Linked DNA regions of Canis lupus: region 1 is linked to region 2. The links are chromatin contacts, called in public Hi-C maps. All regions are on one chromosome and are shown on one strand. Each heading gives the region's core, a stretch centred on a gene start, on an enhancer-like site or on the middle of the called end of the contact. The rest is flanking DNA. Distances are from core to core; before and after follow the strand shown.

Region 1 (5,159 bases), core at 2,029-4,528, 44 kb before region 2:
TGCTTACTCTATGCCAAGAGCACCCCAGTCATAAGGAGCTCAATATCCCCAGGCATCCCTCACCACCCAAGGGGCAAGACTGCCCCCAGCTGAGATGGGCTGCCCTGACCCGGCATGTCTCCCCCTCCCGGGCTGCAGTTCGTGTCCCTGGGAACTGAGGGTGGGATGGGGGAGTGGGTGTCTGAGCCCCCTCAACTTCCCACGCTGACGCCCCCTGGTGTGTGGCAGGAACGCTTGCCTGCTTGGAGGGAGGCTCGATATAGATATAGCAATGCAGCGCTGTCCTTCATGCACTGCAGCGATCACCCCAGCCTTCCCCCGTCACCACAGCAACCATCTAAATATGTCACCCTGACGAGGCTCTGATTGCAAATGAAGGGGGAGGAGAAGCCTGGGGGCCGGGGCTGGTGGGGAGGCGCCCCAGAGCAGGGGTGACGTGGCTCTGCCTGGACTGACCCAGGGCAGGTGCCATCACACCCCTGATTGGACAGGACTCGAGGGCACGGTTTGCTTGACCCCAGGGTTAAAGGTCTCTGGGAGCCGAGCACCGGAAGGCACAGGAAGGCAGAAGGAGTGCTGCTGCTCTATGACCTTGAGTCTAGGATGACTCAGAGGCCCTCCCAACATCCCCCCCATATAACCCAGGTTGGAAGGCTGCCTGGGTCACACCTGGACCATTGGGGTTTACTCTGATTTCGCATGTGGGCAAGGGATCTGGCTCAATCTTTTTCCAAATAATTAACACAGGGTTTTCACCTGCCCCCCCAAATCTGGCACTGCTGACACACTGGGTCATTCTCCGTGGGGGCGTCCGGGGTGCAGATGGGTCGGCGGCATCCCTGGCCCCTACCCACTCAATGCCAGGAGCCCCCCACCCCCGTTGTGAGGGCCATAGATGCCCCCAGAGGCCATGTCCCGGGGGCAGGACTGCTCCCCTGTGAGAGGTCATCAAATCCCCACTACCTGGAATTGTAATATATGGATGGACAGGCAACTGATTTGGGAGAGAACCAATCTCTGACGAGAGAGAGAGAGAGAGAGAGAGAGAGAGAGAGAAAGAAAGAAAAGAAAGAAAGAAAAAAGAAAAGAAAGAAAAAAAGAAAAAAGAAAAGAAAAGAAAAGAAAATGTAGAAACATTTCTTTCTCCACTCAGAATTAAAATGGTGACAAAGAGTCCCACGGGAGGGGGTGGGTGGGGACACAAATTCTTACATCCCAGGGGCAACGCTGTGGCGCACTGTCCTAACTTCCCAGCTCACGGACTCCCCTGTGCCTCAGTTTCCAAATCTGTAACACAGAGACGATGGGAGCATCTATCCCACGAGTGCTCTCCAGACTAAACAGCTGAACATCTGGGGGTGCCTGGGTGGCTCAGTTGGTGAAGCATCTGCCTTCCGCTCAGGTCATGATCCCGGGGTCTGGGGATGGAGCGGCAAGCTCTGCTCAGCAGGCAGTCTGCTTCTCTGTCCCCCTCTTCCCCTCCCCTGTGCTTGTGCTCACTCCCTCTCTCTCTCAAACAAATAAATAAAATCCTTAAAGAAAATAAATAACTGAGCATCTATAAGATGTTTCCATTGGTGCCTGACATTGTTAATGGGGCACGACTGCTTTATCATCAGAGCTTCTGTGTCATATACTACGTGTCATACGGTAAGTCATACACCACAACTTCATTACTCAGAGCCTGTGCTTCCGGCTTTGTTGACAAGACCAGGGCCCAGCAACATGTTCCGGCGAAGGGCCACATGGTAAATACTTTTGGCTTTGTGAGTCAGGTGGTCTCTGTCGTCACTACTACTACAGACCTGATGGTAGTAGACAAACAGGTGCGGCCATCTGCCAATAAAACTTTATTTACAAAAAAAAAAAAAAAACTTTATTTACAAAGGCAGGAGGCCTGCTTTCGGCCCACAGGCTGTAGCTTGTGACCCCTGGAACAGAAGACAGTCTATTAAAACATGGCACTATTTTAGCCACAAATGCTCATATCCAGGCACCACTGCAGGGAGAGTGTTCCAATCTCATCCCAAAACTAGACCCTGCCTGGGTCACATGGAAAAACTCCACACTGCCCCAGCCTGTCACTCAGCAAAATTATCTCAGACCATTCTGTGACACAGAACACTCACAACTGAAGAGGTGCCACTTTTAAATTAATAAGAGGGCTGTTGCTTTCCTGTCACCTTGAAAAAAAATCCATCACCCGACTTGGTAGTAAATACCTCACCTTTATCAACTGGCTAGTGAGCCTTGGCTGCAAAGGGCACCCAAAATGTCTAGACCTGGTGAGCGCAATTGCCACCAGCAACACCCTTCATGACCCACCCCCAGAGCAGGGCACAATGTATGTACACAAAGGTCTGAGAGACTGCCACAGTCCCCATGGGGCCTGAGACATGACCAGTGAATGTGGTGTGGGGTCCTGGATGAAGTTCTGGGGCAGAAAAAGAGTATTAGGGGGAAAGCAGAGAAATCTGAAGTATGGAGTTGGGTTAATAACATACAGAGGGAGGGGATCCCTGGGTGGCGCAGCGGTTTGGCGCCTGTCTTTGGCCCAGGGCGTGATCCTGGAGACCCGGGATCGAGTCCCACATCAGGCTCCCGGTGCATGGAGCCTGCTTCTCCCTCTGCCTGTGTCTCTGCCTCTCTCTCTCTCTCTCTCTCTCTGTGTGCTATCATAAATAAATAAAATTTAAAAAAAAATAACATACAGAGGGACGCCTGGGTGGCTCAGTGGTTGAGCGTCTGCCTTTACCCCAGGGCATGATCCTGGAGTCCCGGGATCGAGTCCCACGTTGGGCCCCCTGCATGGAGCCTGCTTCTCCCTCTGCCTATGTCTCTGCCTCCCTCTTTCTCTCTCTGTGTCTCTCATGAATAAATAAATAAAATCTTTAAAAAATAAAAAAAAATAGTGACATACGGATATGGGTGTATTATCTGTGACAAAGGTACCACCCTGAGGTAAGATGTCAACTGCAGGGTACCTGGGTGTGGGCTACATGGGAACTCTGTACTGCCTTCCCAATTTCTCTAGGGATCTCAAACTATTCTAAAATGAAAGTTTCCTGAAAGAGAGAAAAGAAGAGTGACGACGGGCAATTAGCTGCTGATGCCAGGGAACGCTTCAAAGTGTGAGGGACCATTAAGTCCCTGTGACAGCGCCTAATAATGACACGGTTATATAAAACCTAGAAGAGAAAGCCGCTAAAAACAGGATATGCTAATCAACAGGGGAAATTTGCTCTTCTGACAGGAACAGGGGGCGGGGGAAGACAGGTGGCTGAGCAGTCTCCCCCACCCCCACCGGGGCAGTCACAGCAGATCCACCCCACCGCAGGGTCCTGCTGAGCAAGCTTCTGAGACATCTCAGGCAGAGCCAGGCCACGCGGCACATTCACTCAGAGGCCTGCGAGGGTGAGCCAGTACAGGGGCCCGGAAGAAGGCAAAGGTTTTATGGATGGAGAATTCTGGAAAGTAAAAGGGAAGCTGTGGGCCAAAGAAAGAAAGACAACTAATAGAATGTGGCATGCTGGTCTTTGCAAGTTACCTGATTAGACACTGTCATCTATACCAGGGTCTCTCCCGGTCGGGCCCACAGACATTCAGGGCTGGTTCGTTCTCTGTAGGCGGGGGTGGGGGTGCGGGGTGCCGGGCACTGGGAGAGCTGAGCAGCATCCCTACCCCACCCACCCCCTCCATGCCAGGAGCATGCCCAGTGTGATGACCAACAGGCGTCCCCAGACATCACCCAGTGTCCCCTGCGGGCAGAATCACCCCAGATGAGAACTACCAACCTACAATATCTAACAATCTACATACAACCCATAAGAAGTAAAATTATCTCTGCTCTACAGATGGAGAAACTGAGGCTCAGAGAGATGAAACCAGCCTGAGAAGAAGAAAGAGATCATCATGTGTCAAATCCCACTTTTAATAGGGAGAGGCCTCTGAATTGGGAAGGAGGCAGTGCTGTTCTATCTGAGACCGAGGCCAAATCTGGCCCACCACTCACTTCATAAATAAAGTTTTATTCAAACACAGCCATGCCCATTCACATATACATCATCTATGGCACATCTGTACCTACAAAGGCAGAACCCAGGAACTGCAACAAAGACCTCTGGCCTGCAAAGCTGAAAATACTTACCCTCTGGCCCTTTACAGAAAGTCTGTTGACTCCCCACAGAGAGATCCCACATCACCACTTCAAGGCCCTGCAGGGTTTCCTTCTCAGACTCTCAGCGGAGGTGCATGGTGGATATTTTGTTGGAGGAATGGCACACACCACACAGGAAGCCTCCCTGGAAGTTAAGCAAATCTGGCCTGGTTCTGCTCGGTTCAGCCCTGAGGGTCTGTCCCCTGGCTCCCCTCCTAGGCCACAAGAGGGTCTGCCCCTCCCTGTCTGCCTTCCAAGGAGTGCATGTCATCGTAGGCGTGCCAGGACTGTCGGGTGAGTGGCAGCTGGCAGCACGCCAGCCCATCTGCCTCAGAGGTGCGGCCCTGGTGCGGCTGTGCTGTCCCCTCGACCCTGCGCTCACGTGGGACACAGCAGAGGCTTCTGCTCCGAGCTCTGGTGTTCGCCTGACTGTGCAGGTCATGCCTGCAGCCTCCAAAGGGTAGACCAGACCATGCTGCGTGAGGATAAGCACTGCTGCCCCACTCACGCTCCCAGAGTTCCAGCTGCCTTGGCACAGCTCTGGGTCCTGGTGCTGAGACCCACTGAAGGTTCCAGAATCTGAAGGTCACCTTGCTTCACACTTTCTCCTCCCCTCCCCGCCCACCTTGGGTACTGGGGGCCGGTCACTCTCCAGGGGGGTGTCCTGGGCACTCTGGAGGACTGAGCGGCATCCCAGGCTCCACCCACTCGATGCCAGGACCATTTCAGCTGTGATAATGAAAAATGTCCCCAGATTTTGGCCAGTGGCAAATATAGTATGGAATCTGCTTGCTCTCTAACAGTAACTCCTGGATGTACACGCTGGGTTTGACTCCACCCAACACTCAGAGGCTAAACCAGGGGATCTCCGTGGTGCCACAAAACAACTCCGGTGCAGCAACCCTGACACCTTGAGACATTCCATGCCCATCAAGTCCCAAACATGCGGTCAGCTGGGGGCTCCATCTGTTTTCCAAAGCTTGTGTACTTCTGATCTGAGCCT
Region 2 (5,572 bases), core at 2,938-5,437:
CACATAGGAGATAAGGATCTTGAGACGACACACCATCCTGACCCAGGACACAAGAGGAGGGGATGCACAGAGACACACTGGGAGATGGGCACGTGACCACGGAGGCAGAGACGGGGTGATGTACCCACAGGTCACGGACGGCCGACAACCCCGCGAAGCAGGGAAATGGCTCGGGGCCGACTCTCCATCACTGTGCCACCAGCCAGACTCCACGGCCCCGACGCCCATGCGGGGTCGGCTCCCACGGCACACAGGGCGCGGCTGTTTCCCAAGGTCTTCCCATCACCCCAACCTCCCGGGAGAAAATGCTGGGAATGAGCGGGACTCCGCACCCGCGCCCCATCTCACGGATCCCGGCGCCATCCAACCGGGCTTTCCGGTGAGGGAGGTGCTGTCCATGCTGACACGGAGGCCACTAGCCACACGTGACCTACGAGGACCTTAAACACCGCTGGGGTGGCCAAGGACTCGCCTATTGAATCATGTTTTCATTTTAATTCACTGAAACTGGACTGGACAGGCACGGCGAGCGGCCGCTGCTCCACACAGCACAGCGCTGGACGCGGCCCAGCGAGCTGGGGGTGCGCTCCTCGGAGCTGGGTCCGTGTTCCCTGGACTCGCCGGGATGTGTGCGCGCCACAAGCCTCTCCAGCCCGGGGTAGGCAGCACCTGCCGTCAGCTGTCTGCACCCCCCACCCCGGTCTTACGGCTGCTCGATGGTCATGATTTGGGCCTTGGTGCCCCTGTTATTCCCGAGCGCTCCACCTGGCCGGCACCCCAATGCTATGCTCACAGCACCCCTTTCTCTCCCATCACAGCCTTCGCGACAGCCTGGGAACGCATTTGCACACACACACATCCCGTGGCTTTCCTGCCCGCCACCCAGGGCACACAGGCAATGTCTGAAGACTTGTGGGGGGCAGCGCTGACACCAGGGCTGGGTCATCCTCCGTTGGGGGCCGTCCTGGGCACTGCAGGGAGGTGGGGGTGTTCAACAGCATCCTCCACCAGGAGCACCCCCAGTTGTGGGGACCACAGATGTTCCCAAACATCGTCCAGTGTCCCAGGGGGCCAGGACTGGCCCAGGTGAGACCCCCTGACCCAGTGACCTGCCCTCCCTCGGTGTCCCCAGGGCACAGGATCGCCCCGGCATGGGAACCCCTGCCGCAGAAGGCTGTGTTCTGTAGAAAAGCCATTTCATTCATTTGCTAGGCATCTCCAGAAGGCCTGCGTGTGCTCCAGCCCAGAAAACACCCACTGTCCCCCGACGGACGCACACGGATCCGATCCTCTGATCAGGAGAGACAAGGCAGACACACAGAGGCCACAGCTCCCGTGCCACTATCTGCGGGGGGTGGTGGGGTCCTGACCCACCAAGGCTTCAGTGTAGGCAGGGGCTCAGAGTGGAGTGGTTTGGGGAGGACCACGAGAGGGACGAGAGTGCCACGTGTACTGAAGGGGTCAGGAGGAGCAGGGCCATCACAGCAGCGGGCCTGAGGCGGGAGTGTGATGAGGGGTGAGGCGTGAGAATGCACAGAATGGGGTGGGGGGAAGGCAGCGCTGGAAGTGGCCCTGGGAGCACAGACGGCCTCGGGGAGGACTCGGAGATCCTACCCCCAGGGATGCCATCTGTGTGAGCTTCCCACGCTCTGTAATGAAGGAACACAGGGCGGGCAGCGGAAAACAATAGAAACCTGTCAGCTCGCAGCTCTGCACCCAGGCACCCCACGCACCCCACGGCTTGCTGTTGAAGATAGTGCCACGCTGGGGGCCCGGGCACCCAGGGACCGAGGGTGGCCCTCGGCCAGGGAGAAACGAGGCTGGCGGTCTAACAACAGGGAGGGAACTGAACTTGCCTCCCCACCACATGGACTTACCACTCCGATGACCTGTCAAGCCCTGACATGAGACCACGGCCCAGGGAATGTTGCCTGACGACAGCCTGGAGCAGAGGACCCAGCTAAGTGGTGTCCACACTCCCGACCCGCAGAAACCGTGAGATAATAAACAGGCACTGTGCTAAGACGCTGACACTGTTACCACTTGTTATGCAGCAGTAGCTAACTGATACAGGTGTCGAGGGGAGGCCCAAACCGCCGGCCTCAGGGACAAAGTGCATGCTCCCCACGTGGGTGGCCTACTCAGGTAAAACAGGTGGGTTCACCAGCTGGGAACCCCACATCTGGTTCAAATCCCCTGTTTACCAGGTTAAGGCCCAGAGAAGAGAAGCGACTAACCCAGGGTCACACAGCAAATTCCTTTCCTGTCCCCCGTGCAGGGTCAAGGCTACCAGTGGGGAGCCCTTACCTTGTCCCTCACGGCTGGCAGGAGAGCATTGAAGCATGTGGCCAGAAAGACCCCGCCTCCAAAGGTGTTGCAGAGTGAGAGGATCTTTTTTGAGCGATGGGCCTTCTCAAAATCCGTCTCGATGATCTTCACGGGGAGCAAGGAGCCAAGCAGCATGAAGAAGAACACGCCCACCATGCAAAGGATTTTGGCCACCAACAGCTTCATCATGGTGGCGGCCCGGACTGCTCTGGTCGCTGCAGGGCCAAACCATGTGTGGGCGCACACTCCTGTCCCACGGTGTGCTACCGGGCCCAACCACGCAGCCGGGGGCTCATGCCTGCGTGCAGCCACTGTGAACACGAGGGGTGACCACGTCAGCTTATTGGGTTATCTGACCAGCCCTGGCGACCAAGCGTACCACCCCCAGTGCTTCACTCCATGCGGGGCCTGGCACATATCACTGCCCCCTGCAGAGAGTTCTCCACGCCTGTGCTGTCCAATATGACAGTCAGTGGCCATGCCTGTCTGTTTGAACTAATTAAGATCAAACAAAAGGCAAACTTCAGCTCCTTGGTCACACCAACCATATTTCAAGTGCTCAGCACCCACACAACCACAGTAGCGACCGTTCGGGACGCCACGGACAGAGAACATTTCCATTGTTGCCGAATGTTCTACCGGGCGGTGCTGCTCCGCTGGCTTCCCACTGCCCTTCCGTAAAACCAAGCAGCACACCCGGTAGCGAAGGCTCTGCACCATCAGCCTCCGCTTCCCCTCACCCCACACGGGCCTTCGTGGTCCTTAAGTAGGCCCAGCCCGTTCCCACCTCAGGGCCTTTGCACAGGTTGTTCTCTTGGCCTGGAATACATCTTCCCCCCCCACCGACCACCCTCTCGAGGAGGTGTTGTCTTTTAGGTCGCTGCCCCCAGGATCCCCTGGAAGGGCCTCCCATCCCTGGCTGACCTCTGCCCTAACTGTATGCCTTGTACCCACCACGAGGCCTGGTGCAGAAGAGATGCTCCGTAACCACTGGGAAATGAACAGGTGAGCCGGAGCATGTGGACCTCAGTGAGCCCAAGAGGAGCAGATGTCGCCCGGGACTGGAAAACCTCACCCCCAGTAGGAGGGCCCCCGGCTGCTCCTCTGTCCTGACGGTCCCCCTTCCCTCCCATTCCTCACTACCCACGTCCGCCCTCACTGAGGTCTCCAGGTGTCAGCCCCGATGCCACTGGCTGGCTGCCCCCTTCCCGGGCATTACGTGCCGGCATCATTTGTGCTGCAGGAAACGACATCACTTAGAGCCCCTGAATGCACTCGCTTCCTGGGGGCTCGAGTGGGACCCCCCCCCACCCCCGGACCCGGACCCGGACCCCAGCATCCAGGACACAGCCAGGTACACAGAACCAGGTAGCGGGAGGCGCCCAGCAGACACCTGCCGGGGGGTCCCGATGCCCCCGTCCGTGCACTGGGGGTCGCGGCGGGGGGGAGGCTGTGCGCTCTCAGCACCGGAGCTGCGACCAGGAGTCACCGGCTCGTTCATTCGTTCGTCCCCCAGCACCTATTGGGCACCTGCTGTGTGCACCACGCTGCACCCGGCGCCCCGCGGGGGGCGAGGCCGAGAGGGAGCCCTCGCGCTCCGCTTGCGGGGTCGGCAGCAAATCAGCGCGGAGCTCGCGGGGAAACGGGGAACCAGCAGCGGGCGCCGCAGCCCGGCCTCGGCTAACGGGCGGCCCAGCCGGCCAGGCCCCGACCCGCCCCGCCCGGCCCCGGCCCCCGGCCCCGGCCCCGGCCCGCACGCACCTCCGCGGGGCCCTCGCCCGCCCGCCGGCGCCTCCCGCCGCTCAACCGCCGCGCGGTCTCGACCCCACAGCCGCGCACCGCTCCAGCCCCGGCTCCGCGCGCGGCTGCCCACGCCCCGCCCACGCCCCTGCCCATTGGCCATCCCGGGCGCCACGGGCTGAAGGCGCCGTGCCATTGGCTGCGGTGGCTGCCACTCACCTTGCGACCCCGCCCACCTCGCCTACCGGCACGGGAAAGTAGTTTCCTCTTGCTGAGCGGTAGGTACAGCCAGCAGGAGGCTCCGGCGGGAAACCCGGGCCTTAGGAGAATGGTTCCGCCGGGACTTGGCTTCCAGAGCTGTCCAGGGGCGCCTGGTGCTGAATGCCTCTCGAATGGAGGCTTGGCCAACCGCGACGGGAGAGACTGTCCCTCCCCGAGCATCCACGATGCTGAGGCCCCGCCGTCAGCTTAAGACGCAGATTCAGCTGCTCAACATTCCTGCCCATTATGTGCTGGGGCCTTTTCCAGAACACCTGTGAGCCAAAGATTGCTCCTTCCACCCACCCCTCCTTTGGAGCTTACCTTGTAGGACAAGACATAAGACACAGAAAATGATCGATACACGACATAAGTGATGGGATTATGTCAGAAGGTATCAAGTGCTCTGGGATAACAGCCCTGGAGAGGCTACCAAAGTGCTGGGCACAGGTTGCTATTTTAAGTAGGATGCTCAAATAGGCCTCCTAGAGAGATGTTTGAGCAAAGATGAACGTGGAGATGTTGGCCCAGTGGCAACCCACGTCTTGCCAACGTGGAGGCAAATTGTGACACGCATAAGGGGCTGAGAGTAGGGAGACCTGAGGCAGGCGTGTGCGAGATCGTGTGTGTGCCCAAAGCACAGTGATGTGGGGAAGTGAATTTGGAGGTAAGAGGAGGTAGGTCACAAAAGGTTTTGGAGGGAAACAGGGAGCAATTGAAGAGTTTTGATCAGAGATGTGACAGATCTGATGTATTTTAATGCAGTCATTTGGTTATTGGATCAATGCTCCCAATAGGTCAAGTAAGATGAACACCGAAAATCATTGATTTTTTTTTTTTAAGATGGAGACAAGGTAACATTAAAAAAAAAAAAAGTCATGCCCTATAAAAGCAACCAGTGTAATGAAGACTTTATTTGTTTGTTAGTTAAAATCTTATGGTTAGGGACGCCTGGATGGCTCAGTGGTTGAGTGTCTGGTCTGCCTTTGGCTCAGGACGTGATCCCAGAGTCCCGGGATCAAGACCCACATCGGACTCCTCACAGGGAGCCTGCTTCTTTCTCTGTCTGTGTCTCTGCCTATCTTGATTAAATAAATAAAATAATTAACAAAAAATAAAATCTTGTGGTCAGCCTACTAGGGGCCAGGCATGGAGAGAGCTGCTAAGAATAAAGGGGGGAATGCTAGAATGTGGACAGACCCCGAGGGACCCAGACCCAGAAGGACACCTCCTGCAGGACCCCACT

What was found. Hi-C and Micro-C count contacts between places; a contact is called where the count stands out from the background.
Region 1: a contact with region 2 is called in a Hi-C map of blood, with 5 times the contacts expected there. The contact joins the enhancer-like site here to the promoter of SLC39A3 in region 2. A contact is called at or near these places in 5 of 9 Hi-C or Micro-C datasets (amygdala and blood).

Annotation. Positions count from the first base shown.
Region 1 is chr20:56,972,285-56,977,443 of UU_Cfam_GSD_1.0, reverse strand. The region is part of intron 1 of GNG7 (guanine nucleotide-binding protein G(I)/G(S)/G(O) subunit gamma-7); the gene reads right to left. Among named protein-coding and RNA genes, the nearest start is that of GNG7, 24 kb to the right of the region's middle. Within about 2 kb of position 3,278, at least 2 of the 20 cell types and tissues checked have an H3K27ac peak or open chromatin away from gene starts, as enhancers often do. A contact at or near this core is called in blood, where this site is marked.
Region 2 is chr20:56,928,679-56,934,250 of UU_Cfam_GSD_1.0, reverse strand. It overlaps SLC39A3 (zinc transporter ZIP3), which reads right to left and starts at 4,187. Exons shown (of 3, transcript XM_038567884.1): 1 at 4,090-4,187; 2 at 2,308-2,639. The coding sequence starts at 2,517.